2 separate regions of the Cricetulus griseus genome follow, and region 2 is linked to region 1. The links are chromatin contacts, called in public Hi-C maps. All regions are on one chromosome and are shown on one strand. The core of a region is the stretch at or near the end of the contact, and the rest is flanking DNA. Distances in the headings are between cores, read along the strand shown. Region 1 holds the start of Stk10 (serine/threonine-protein kinase 10). Region 2 overlaps Stk10 (serine/threonine-protein kinase 10).

The links. A called contact is a pair of places that touch in the nucleus more often than the background predicts.
Region 2: a Hi-C map of liver shows a contact between it and region 1, with 2.7 times the contacts expected there. The contact joins the enhancer-like site here to the promoter of Stk10 in region 1. A contact is called at or near these places in 6 of 8 Hi-C or Micro-C datasets (the CHK-Q cell line, the CHL-YN cell line, the CHO-K1 cell line and 3 more).

What each region holds. Positions count from the first base shown.
Region 1 is chr7:47,720,750-47,727,278 of CriGri-PICRH-1.0, reverse strand. It overlaps Stk10 (serine/threonine-protein kinase 10), which reads right to left and starts at 2,861. Exons shown (of 19, transcript XM_027425195.2): 1 at 2,590-2,861. The coding sequence starts at 2,745.
Region 2 is chr7:47,781,893-47,788,309 of CriGri-PICRH-1.0, reverse strand. The region is part of intron 7 of Stk10 (serine/threonine-protein kinase 10); the gene reads right to left. Among named protein-coding and RNA genes, the nearest start is that of Fbxw11, 45 kb to the left of the region's middle. Within about 2 kb of position 3,424, at least 1 of the 6 cell types and tissues checked has open chromatin away from gene starts, as enhancers often do.

The sequences.
Region 1 (6,529 bases), core at 1,612-4,111:
AGGTCCAGTAAAGACCCTGTCTAAAAAAAGACCCGGTGGAGGGTGATTCAGGAAGAAACCCAGTGTCGATCTTTAACCTCCACACACATGCAGACATGTGTGTGGGCACCTGCACATATGTGAGCGCGCGTGCACACACACACACACACACACACACACCTTTAAACACAACATGAAATAATACTTAGTGAAGAGACAGGGCAAACTAGAGACAGATGAGGTGATGCCAGCCTAGCAGGACACTTTAGAGGAAACTTTTAAAAGTCTGAGTGTGCTCTGAAGTAACAGAGTTCATCGCATAGCAGGCACACCACAGTGACAGTCACTTGTTATCCTCATCAAGTATCTGTGCTGTAAGCCACCCTACATGCCACATCTCTATATGCATGAGGCACAGGTTTGCTTATGTCAGCATCACCACAAGTTCGTAAGGAATGTGTCGCATGCAAGGTATGGCCCTGGGCTTCAGTTCCTTCAGTCTCAGGGGACCATCTTTGTCTATGCAACCCATCACTGACCCTGACAAACCATCCAGATATACTAGCTCTTGGTCTCCCTTTCCCTTATCTTGCCATGGAGCCATCTCCCAGCCTTGGGATCTAGGGGAACTCTTCAAATGGGTTTACATGCCTTGCAGAACAAACAGCCAACAAAAACCGAGTGCCCAGAGAGCTCCCTTAGTTGGAACTGCCTGAGAACAGTGGAGTTTTTCACCCAGCAAGCAGAAATGACAAGGGAGACTCTTAGTCTCTGGAAAGCAAAGTTCTGCATTTGAGTTTAAATAAAAATGAACCATATAAAGCCATAACAGGACACTTGGGGGCAAAAGGCCAACTAGAGACAGATGAAATACCGCCAGCCTAGCAGGATGCTTTATAGGAAACTTAAAAAAGTTCAAGTATGCTTTAAAGTAACGATAGAGACAATCACAAGGTGACTGAAAGTCTTTAACAGAGAAAAAAAATACTGAGAACCCAGGGCATGCACTGGAAACCAGCTGGACATTAGAGACAGTAAGTCAGGTGGGGGGCTGACCTAAGCCAGCAGCCTGACAACGCTCAGGACACCTCTGCAGGAGCAGACAGCAGAGAGACCAGAGAAGCTGGGGACCACTTCCTAATGTCACTAGGAGCATGCAGCAGAAGAGAGGACATGAGGACAGAGAAAAGGATGGGCTACCCTATAGCCCTCAAACACAAGCAAATTTGCTGCCAAGGGGCAGCAAATCCACTCAGCTGGAATGTCAGATGACCTCTGCCTGACTCTCCCACCAGGGAACTTTGCTTTAGTGGGGGTTCATCAGCTCTGACAGGAAGTGCAGCTCAGCAAGATCTCCATGGGTCTGACTGGCCTCCAAACTGCCACAGCTCCAAGACTCTGGGGCACTCTGAAGTGCTGAGTGGGGCCTGAGAGTCTTAAGTGTCTTTCTTTTTCTTTTCTCAAGACAGGATTTCCATGTAGCCCTGGCTGTCCTGGAACTCACTCTGTAGACTAGGCTGGCCTCAAACTCAGTCAGGGATCTGCCTGTCTCTGCTGGGATCAAAGGTATGCGCCACCACACCCAGCTGAGAGTCTTAGTTTCTGACAAGCTTCCCAACAATGCTAATGCACACACACTTCTGCACACACACTTCTAGCAGACCAATTTCCAGTCAAAGTGAGCAAGCCCCGACTTGGGAGCTGGTAAAACCCTTTCTGGGGTCCAGCATCCTGACACGGCCATCCTAGGTTGAGTGAGCCCTTTATCTACAGAAGCCTCAAAGACAGTGAGTTATGGCTTAGGTGGGAGCTAACAGCAGTTGAACTATGGGAATCTCCCAATAAAAGTAGGGGATACCAGATGGCAGTTGCCAAGCCTACAGTCCAAGCTACTCCGGAGATTGAGGTAAGGTGATCTCAAGTTGGAAGACCAGCCTGAACAACATAACAAGACTCCATCATGGGGGGTTGGGGGAGGCACTTTTTCCTGGAGGAAATGAGAAAGGGTGGAGTCGAGATGTACTGTACGAGTTAGGTGCTTAAACAACAACCCAGGCACTCAGAACTTGCTCAGAGAACCAAACCCCAAGAGCTGTCCCTCTGCACACGTGTCTAAATGGAATCATGTCTGCCCCACCCACTCCTCCGCACAGCCTCTGCCCTGTCTTCCTCCAGGGGAGAGGTAACTCCAGACCGGGAGCCTCTGGTGACTCAGGAGTCCAGAAGCTAAATCTGTGCCCTGCAGCTACAGTCACAAGACCCTGTCCTCGCCTTCCGTTGAGCCCTCCAGCCCCAGCCTGTCCTCCCTCCAGGGTCCCTCTGCCCTCCCTGAGTCCCTCCCTGTCTTAGACTCCTCTTCAGGAGTGTCCCAACCTTCCCAGGTACAGCCCTGAGCCTTGACATTCCCGAAACATCGGTGTAGCCCCTCTTTAAAAGATGTGCCACTATCACCGTGTTCCCGAGGGTGCCTCGGGTAGCCCCCCTGGGATGTTGAGGTTCTACAAACATCCCTTTGTGTCCAGTGTGGGCACACAGGAAGTGCTCAGAAGCAGCTGCGCCGGTGTCAGGGGGCTCGGAGGGTCAGGCGCGCGCAACCATCGGGACGCTCACCTTGTAGACTTTGCCGAAGGCGCCATCGCCCAGCTCGCCCACAATCTCCCACACCTCGTTGGGGTCCAGGTCCCGGCGGACGTGCTCATATTCACGGGACTTTCTCTTCTCGAAGTTGGATAAGCGCAAGATGCGGCGGAAATTGGCGAAAGCCATGCTGGGTCCGGAGCGCGGCGGGAGGACTTGCGGCTTCGCAGAGCCGCCCTCCCCGCAGCGCAACGCCGGTCGAGTGCGTCCGCCGCTGCCGGGAGCTGCCGGAACCGTGGCCCGCCCCGCTCCGCCCCGCCCCCTCCTGGACCCGCCCGCAGGACGCCAGGCACCGGCGCGCGCGCGCCGGTCCCTGACGGCTCCACCTGCTCCGCGGCGCCCCGAGACCCCTCAATTGGCTGCGGGAGCTCCCGGCTCCGCCCGCGCCGCGGGGAACTCTGGAGACTGTAGTCCACCGGATGGCCTGCCCGCGGGCCCGCTGCGCCTCCCGGAATCCCAAACCTTCGGGGTTCGGCTGGCGCCCTGCGATCGTCGTCGGTGCGTAGAATGTGCCTACAGCGGCCTGGCTCGCTCTTTTCCCGCGCGGGACGCCTGCGCCCCTCGCCCGGTGATTCACGCAGGTCCTCGGAGTTCCTGGCCCCAGGGTTCACGCGAGTCCCAGGCTGCCTTCACGCCGCTTCCTACCCGGGTCCCAAGCTCGGTGCTGCCTCCAAGCGCACAGAAGGCAGAGCCCTGCGGCGGCGCGCCCCCCAATCCGGGCCTTTCCGGGCCCCCGCCAGCCACAGAGGACCAGAACTCAGAACAAGAAACAGAGTCCCTTTAGGACCTATTAGGCTTCGGGGTAGGGTAGCAGATATATTCCTTAATAAGTAAAACTTTATAGTTCTGTCAATAATAATGATAATAATAAAAAGCCCCTCTAGAGATAAAATCGGAAACCGTACTTCTCCATCCTGGCTGCGGGACCCCCTGGTCTCTCTACCTTAGCTGTGGCACCTTTCCTTGGTATCAGGACACGGGTTCTAGCGCACTGTGCTGCGGGCTAAGCAGCTGCAGGGCCTGTGATGGTGATCCTCCAGCTGAACAAATGAGTCTCACACTAGGACACCCTGCCCTCGAGAAAGCATTTAGACTGCTGCTCCCCTTCCCTGGGACTCTGTTCGAAAATATCTCTGGAGCCGCGCGCAAGCGCCAAGTGCGGTTTCCCACTAGGAAAGCCGGCTGGAGAGTGAATGCGATGCCCCGGGGATCGTGCAAAGGGCGCCCCGAATAAAGGCTGCCCCAGTTTCGATTGTTCCAGCCACTGAATGAATGTGGAGAAATTTTATCATTGAAAGAAAGAAATGTCACGCAAAACTGCTCTCGTTGAGTCAGCCTGTGAAAGAGCCAAAGGATAGGTCTGTCACTGGGTTCCGAGGAACCCGCTGAAGTCTGTGCAGCTATACCGGGTAGGTAGAGGGTCAGAATGCGCTGACCAGTCCAGGGAGCTCCAGAAGAAAACAAAGTGAGAATAAAAATAGAAAGATCCCCTCAAAAATGTCATGCTACGTGAAGGAAACCAGACTCAAAGACTGCATGAGGTATGACTGCTTTTGTGTGACCGGTCCAGAAAAGGCAAAGCTGTGGATAGCAGCTGGTTAGGGGTTGGCTTCCAGACAAGGGGACTGGCTGGAAAGAGCGATGCGGAATCTCACTGGAGTGTTGAAAATGCCAGGAAACGACTACAGTGACAGTTCCACAACTCGGGAAACCTTTCCCACATCACTAGTGTGACTTTTGTTTTTGTAAGGTTTGGGAGGAGTATGTAAATTACGTATAAAAATGCAGCAATAAAAGGAGGTTCAACAGAGCCAAAGCTACTTTGAAATTTACCTTAAATCATCTGTCTCTGGTTACAGGGCCTCACAGCGACCTGGTGACGAATGAAGAAGGTCGGAGTGTTGAGGCCTTCCCCCACCCTACTTTCTGGAACCACTTAAAATAGAAATTATCGATTCCTGTTAAGCTCGATAAATAGTGCGTTTGATGTATAGATCTCAATTACTGAGTCTGAGTTTGCATAGTTTTGTTGTTTTAGTTTGTTTGTTTCGAGACATGGTTTTCCTGTGTAACAACCCTGGCTTTCCTGGAATTCACTTTGTAGACCAGGCTGGCCTCCTCAGAGATCTGCTTGCCTCTGCCTCACAAGTACTTGGGTTAAAGGTGTGTGCCCAGTGAGTTTGCATAGTTTTATTAGAAGCTTTCTTTGAATTGAGGGTCTGTGTCCTTTGCCATTTTTGTTGGGTTTGTTTATTTTGTTTTTCCAGACAGGGTTTCTCTGTTTAGCCCTTGGCTGTCCTGGAACTCTTTGTAGCCCAGGCTGGCCTCGAACTCACTGAGATACACCTACCTCTCCCAAGTGCTGGGATTATAGGTGTACACCACCAAGCCCCACTCTTTGCACATTAAAAAAAAAATCAGATTTCCTGTCTTTTTTGATTCTAGGAATTATACTGTTTATTTGTGTGTGCATTCATGGTGTTATGAATGTGTGTGTGTGTGTGTGTGTGTGTGTGTGAGAGAGAGAGAGAGAGAGAGAGAGAGAGAGAGAGAGAGAGAGAGAGATGTGTGCATTTGTGTATGTGTGTGAGAGTTACAAGGGCATGCATACATATGTGGAGGTCAGAGGATACTTTTAAGAGTTAGTTCTTGTTCATGGACAGCCTGGTCTACAGAGTGAGTTCCAGGACAGGCTCCAAAGCTCTCAGAGAAACCCTGTCTCAAAAAAAAAAAAAAACAAAAACCAAACAAACAAACAAAAAGTTCTCTCCTCTTACTCTGTAGGTCCTGAGGATTAACTCAGGTCCTCAGGCCCCCCAGGCACTACTGCACCATCTCACTGGACCTGAATTTTAAAAAATACTATCCTGTTGGGTTTCAATATTGAAAATGTTTCCTCTCAACCCTTCATCCATGTGTTAATTTTGCTCATGGTGTCTTCTATGAACAACTATGAACTATTGATATATTCAAATCTGCTTTTATCTTCATGTGAGTATGGGTATTCCCCTGTTACTGAGGATTGAACTGGACCTTGAACACAGGGACCATATGACAGAACTACACACCCAGGTGGAGAGATGGCTCAGTGGTTAAGAGCAATGACTACCCTTCCGGAGGAAGAGTACATACCTAGCACCTATGCATCTGTTACACCCGCTCCATGTGGTCTCACATGCTCCCTCTTCTGGCCTTTTCAGGAACTGCATGCATGTGGTGCACAGACATATATGTAGGAAAACACCCATAAACATTAAAAAAAAAAAAAAAAATCAATGTAGGCCATTCGTGGTGCATGCCCTTAATCCCAGCAATACAGAAGCAGAAGCAGGTGGATCTCTGAGTTCAAGGCCAACCTGGTCTACAGAGCAAGTTCCAGACCACCCAGGGCTACACAGAGAAACGCCGTCTTAAAAGAACAACAATCAAGTTCATTGACGTTTCATCTACATTAAATAGAAATGCACCCCTTAAGGCTCACTGTTCAGTGAGTTTTGCCAAGATGAGGCTGCCACCACAGTCAGGGTAGAGAACATCTCCATTGCCTCTTCAGGCAATTCTCATTCCACTCCTTGCAAACTTTACCCCCTCCCCCAAGTGCTGGAGATTAAACCCAGGCCCTTGTGCATGCCAGGTAAGTGCTCTGTCAGGAGCCATACACCAGCCTGTGTTTAGCGTCTTTCAACCCAGCATGTTTCAGAGATTAATTGTGTCGAATGTATTCATGATTAATTCATCTTTATTGTCAGGTAGAATTCTACTGTGTGGATATACCATCACTATTAAAACATTCAACTGCTGAGGGGCAGTTGGTGTTGGGTTCTATCCATCTGGTTATTATGAATAAAGCTGATGCAAACACATGGTGTCAGAGTCATTGCATGGAAATGATGGAGCTCAGGACATAGGACCT
Region 2 (6,417 bases), core at 2,175-4,674, 60 kb before region 1:
CGGTACATCTTGGGCCTGAACTAGTTGCTAATTTAAGTTGCTTCATATTGTATGTGCCACTGTCATAAAGTCTCAGACGTGTGTCTCTCAAGTCACGTGACTCCATCTAAGCAGATATTATCTTCCTGCTTAACCAATAAAGTTTTTTTTTTTTTTTTTTTTTTGGTTTTTTTTGAGACAGGGTTTCTCTATGTAGCTTTGGAGCCTATCCTGGCACTCACTCTGGAGATCAGGCTGGCCTCGAACTCACAGAGATCTGCCTGCCTCTGCCTCCCAAGTGCTTGGATTAAAGGCGTGCGCCACCAACGCCCGGCAACCAATAAGTTTGCTAGCTTTGTTTCACTCTGATTTGACTTAATTTTTTTATTTCAAAATAGATTTTTATGTAGCCCAGGCTGGTCTCCAACTCCTTATGTACCCAAACATGACCTTGAATATCTGATCCTTCTACCTCCACCTCCCTAGTTCCAGAATCACAGGCATGCACCAATATACCCAGCTTATGCAATGCCAGGACTGAATCCAGGGTTTTGTGCACACTAGGCTAGTATCCTACCAACTGACCTATACCGCCAGTCCCCAATATTCTATTCTGTGGCAGATGTGAGGATTCATCCACTGCCCCAGGTCCGGAGGTTCAGCTCACTGCCAGGTCACACACTTCGGTGCTGGATGCTAAGCAGTGCTTTCCACCACTGAGTTCCACTCTATGCTACTTTTTGTTTCCAGTGCACTGTCCCACTGGAGGAACATGTCACTGTCTGTTAACCATCCTGCCGCTGTTGGGCACATGGAGGTGTTTCCTGCTCTGGGTGATGATGAAATAAGTAACTAGGGACAGTCTTGCATCTGTTGTCTTTGGGCAGAAATATATATATATATTTGGTTTCAGAAGGGCACTCAGAGACTCCTGACAGTGGGCTGTACGCTATTCTAGGCTTTTCCACAAATGGTACTTCTCAGGAGTGAGTGCTCTTTTATAGACCTTATAAAATCCCAAGCAAAAGATCTGGGGAGGTTTGGTCAGCCTGAAGAACCCTGGAAAAGCACCGTGGAGACACCATCTGCAGATATCTCCTCTCTGGTACAGGGAGCAACCAGGGTGGGATTCCTTAGTCCCTTCGTCACAGTGGGCAGAGGGAAAAGAATGCCAGGGGTGTAGGGCATCATTGGGTTGGAATTTCTCATCTGAGGTGTGTGGGAAGGCTCTATTGAAACCCACTGCTATTATCAGAAATCTTATTTGTGGAGGAATGGTGTCAACAAAATTGTTGGAGAAGTCTTTTATTGACTAAAAAGACTACATTTCTTACACCATAAAAATATATTCAGGGACTGGGTGGTGGTGGCGCATTCCTTTAATCCCAGCACTTGGGAGGCAGAGGCAGGCAGATCTCTGTGAGTTTGAGACCAGCCTGGTCTACAAGAGCTAGTTCCAGGACAGCCTCCAAAGCCACAGAGAAACACTGTCTTTAAAAAAAAAAACAATAATAATAATAAAATACATTCAGGGTACTGGAGAGGCTCAGCAGTTAAAAGCACTGGCTGCTCTTCCAGAGAATCCAGGTTCAATTCCCAAGAACCCACATGGTAGCTCACAACTATTTCTAACTCCGGTTCCTGGGGATCTGACGCCTTCTTCTGGCCTCCATGAGTACTGCACACATGTGAAACATACATGCAGGCAAAAGACCCATGCACATAAATAGAAATAAATAAAACGTTTGAAAAAAAACATATTTAGAACGGGCAAATCCATGATAAGCCATCCCTATCTGTTTGGACATTTAAAATGTTCCTGGGTCTGGTGAGATGGCTAGCTCAGTAGGTAAAGGCACTACAGGCAAGCCTGATGACCTGAGTTTGATCCCCACGTCCCAGACGATGGGAGGAAGAAACTGATCACACAAGCTGTCTTCTCACCTCCACACTACACCATGGGAAAGCATGCCTGGCCTCATACACACATGAAATCGGAATGGATAATAGTGTCCTTTGGGTCTAGGTATACAGCAGGAACAGAGTGCTTGTCTCACATGTGTGAGGCCCTGAGATCGAACCCCGGCACCATAAAAATCAGTCAGCAAGGCAGATCACTGGTGGACAGCCAGCAGGCCGCTCCCTACTCAACTTGTCCTGAGAGCTACAAATGTCACTGCTTTAATGAGCTGTGTCTGCCACATTTTCTTAGGCCAATCTGACCTCGGTTCATCTAATCTAGTGGAGCTGTGAATTTTCCCATTCATCCCCTGCTTCTCCGCACAGCTAGCAGCTACTGCAAGGATGTGAGCTCATGTGCCAGGGTCTGGTCGGGTTTTTCATCAAAGGAGTCAGAAGGCCCATGACAGAACAATGGTCAGGAGCCTGGTGGAATTTCCTATGTCTTTGGGGGGGGGTCTTTCTGAGAAGGGAGGTGTCACACTCAAACTGGGACCTTGGGAGACTTGTGGGAGAAAGTTAGGGAAAACTCCTAGTAAGAGTGTTGGGCAAAGGTATGGCCTTTGAAGATCCCGAGGTAGGCTTGGGCTTAGAGGGTGGAGGAAGCGCAGGAGGGCCTCCAGCTGTGCCTGGGAGACAGGCACAGGATGCTGAGAGGGAGCCTGGGCAGTGAGAGCAGCATAGACAGCCTGGGGCAGTGAGAGCCATCCTCTGTTTAACTTCTCAGAAGCTCTGCTACCCAGTAGTATGTTACTTTGGCTGCTGCATGCTTCCAGAGGTCCTGAATGGCTATTCATAGAACTAACCAACAAGTCACCAGGATGGACAGGGTTAAGTGTGCTGACTAGGTGACAGAGCCAAGCCACTTGGGTAAAATCCAGCTCCCACTGTCAACACAGGTCAGGAGATCCTCTTTGTGCCTTAGTTTTGCTCATCTGTAGAGTGGGGATAACTGTATGGCTGTTCTGTGCACTATAGTAAGTGTTCAAAACAGCATAGATCTTGTCATCTCCAGTACTACCACCACCACAACCATCACCATTATCACCATCACTACCATTGTTACCGTTACTACAACCATCACCATCACTATAACTCCATCATCATAATCACTATTACCGCCATCCCCCCCATCATCACTACCCTCATTGCCATCACCACCAACAACACCACTACCACCATCACCACCAACGCCATCATCACCACCACCATCACTGCCACAGCCATCACAACCACCATAGCCACCAGCAGCACAGCATGAGCAGGGGAGCAGTCCATTCATGAAGTCTCTCCACTCTCCTAGTCATTCCTCTACTAGAGCGCAATTCTCTGGGAATGAGGAGAACCTCCAAGGTCCCCGAAGCTTCTGAGCTCTGTAACACACCACCTGAGCAGGCACTGGACCACAGCAGCTAAAGCAGTCGTGGCAGAAACCAGCTCAGGTCCAGACTTCTGAGGGTACAAGGCTTTCAACAGGGCACCCCACATATTGACCAAATTAGCAGCTCTTGAGAAGAACCATCTGTTCTGCCTGCCCAGAGCTCCAGGTCCCTAGGAGGAGGAGGGCCAGTTAAACAGGGCAGCTCCCTGCAGGGGGCCGGGGGCAGGCGGCTGGTGTGTGGCAGCCCTGCCAAGGCTAACCAGATCTTGATGTGTGTCAAAGCTCTGAGACACAAGTAACAGGCAATATGGCCTGCGCTGCATCAGTCCACCACCTCTAGACATGGGTATAGACAGACATTTCTGTCTAACTCAAATGCTGAGGCCCTCAGAGAGCTGGACCCGAGACCTCCCCAGGGTGGGCAAAAACTCCATGTGCTGCACCAAGCAGGTTGGTCCAGGCATTCAGTCCCCCCCCCCCCCCCGCCACCAGAAGGGCAGATCAGAGCTGGCCTCATTGTCTACCCCTCCAGGAAGAGGGGTGGCTGCTCAGAGCCAGCTCTGCTGAGGGCTTCAAGCTGCCAGCATGGAGGTAGCAGCATACAGCTTGCCAACTGGCACCTCTCTTTGGCCAGGATCTCTGCTGCCACTGAAACAGATGCCCTTTCTAAGTGAGTCTATTTTCTTTCTATGCACTTAGAAACCACTAGTGTGTGTGTGTGTGTGTGTGTGTGTGTGAGAGAGAGAGAGAGAGAGAGAGAGAGAGAGAGAGAGAGAGAGAGAGAGAGAGACAGAGAGAGAGAGAGAGACAGAGACAGAGACAGACAGAGACAGAGAGAGACAGAGAGTGAGAGAGACAGAGACAGAGAAAGAGATGAAAGTATGTCCCCCAAGCCTGCATCTTTTCTCTTTGTTTCTTTCTTAGCCTTTATTTTCATGTTATGTGTACAGGTTATCATTATCTGTGCATGTCTGTATACCATGTGCATGCAGTGACTGTGGAGACCAGAAAGGGGCGACAGGTCCAATGGAACTAGAGTTATAGACAGTTGTGAACTGCCATGTGGGTGCTGGGAATTAAACCTGGGTCCTATGGACGAGTGGATCACAGTCATCTCTTCAGCCCTTCTTTGGGCCTTTCTTCGTTCCTCTATTCATTAGAAGCAGAGTGGCAGAGAGCACAGACTTCAGAGTCAAGTGGCCAGAATGAGGACACTAGCTGTCACAGCTGCATGACCTTCTACAAGCTCCTTATCTGCCCAAAAGAGAGTGCTCAGCTCCTACTACACAAAGCTGTTGTGGACATTACCTTAGTTAACATCTGCTGCTAAGTGTCTGGAATAGCAGGTAGAGTGTTTGAGAATGTTAATCAAGTAAACTTTAAGTCGGTTTCCTTAGCAAATACTTGCCGAGGGTTCTCTGCATGTGAGGCACCGCTCTAGGGATATGTCTGTGAGCCAGGCTGTTGTCCTCAGAGATTCAACACTCTTGTCAGGGTTTGAATCTAGAAGGGTCCTCACAGGCTCATGTTCTGAATACTTGGTCCCCAGCTTGTGGTGATATTGTGAAAGCTGTGGGACCTTTAGGGGTGCAGCCTGGATGGCAGAAGATCACTATACGTACCCCTTGAAAGGTCACACCCACCCGTTCATAGTGGCACTCTCTCACTCCTACTGCTGTGCAAACAGCTCACCATGTGCTACCATGGCCAAGACCAGAGTCCCCTCCAGTTTCCAGGCCTTATCCACTCTGGAGGACTGAGATCCCCCCCACACACACACACACCAACCAGGAAGCAAAGTAAATCCTTCCTCTATGCTGCCTTTACCTGGTAAGTTGTCTTTGCAATGAGAAGGGCAAGTAGGAGCCATGCTAACCGTAGGGTTCTGTTTAGCGGGAAGGGCACGAATTTGGCTTACAAGGTCCCTGTGAGCACAGACTCAGAAATGGCACAGCAACCAGTAACGAAGCCATGGATTGAGTGAAGGGCAAGGCAGCTCTGACATGGCCTCATGGAGGTGGTAGGTTCTGGGCCTGTTCTGAAGACAGAGGGAAGAGTATCCATGATGGGAGAGACGTGGAGAATGAGAGAGAGAGCCAGGCTGGAGATGGGCAGCCACTGTGGAGTGTGCCTGAGGAGGGATCAAAGTGCTCTATATGGCTGTGGCAAGGCTGAAGTGACTCTGGGCATCCAAGGAGATACAGGGACAAAGGTCAGGGGTGAATTCACTAGAGGCTCAAAGCCAGGGGCCCCCACAGGCTGGCTCTGATCACAGCAAGTCAAGGGGGCAGAAAGTACCAGTGCTTACCATGTTCATCAGTTGTGCAAGGCGGGTAAGTAAAGGAGCAGATGGAATGAGGAGTGGGAGGGGAGGGGAGGGGAGGGGAGGGGAGGGGAGGGAGGGGAGGGGAGGGGAAGGCCAGGGAAGTCAGGATCCAGACAGGGTGGGAATGACAGGAGTGACAAGGCCTGAGCTCACTGCTACTTCTGAACCCATGGAAACTGCTGCCAAATGGCTGTGGGTGAGTGTTAGAACAAATGAACGAGGGAAATGCTTTTCCATGTTAAAAATGTGGCACACAAACTCTCACTGCCTAGCCTTCTGACAAAGGGAGAAACTGAGGCACAGACTGAAACCCTCACATACCATGTTAGAGGTGCCTAATTTCAGAGTTGGGCCACCAACAGCAGCAGGACACTGGCCCAGTGACATTTGTGCACATGAAGTGACTGAACCATCAGTCCCTTGGAGCAGGAGTGGCTTAGCCATGTGGGACACAATAGGACAAAGAGTGACAGCCCCACAGAAGCAACAGACACAGGGCTGAGGTGCCCACAGCCATGAATCAGGTGACCTCAGGCAGGGACTGCTTCTGTGAGCCCAATGTCCTTGGGTCTGGGAGATCAGAGTGTTCTTCCAAGCCTATACTGAAACAGGTGCTGGGTAAACTGAGGTAGAGCTCCTCCCTCTGCACTGTGCCTTCCTCCACTGCACACTGAGAATCTCCGGGCAGACACTGCTTCAGCTAGGAAGTGGAAATTCCTGGCTCCAGCTAAGGCTCCGGGCTGCCATGTGGGGTGGGACAGCTGGCCCCTGC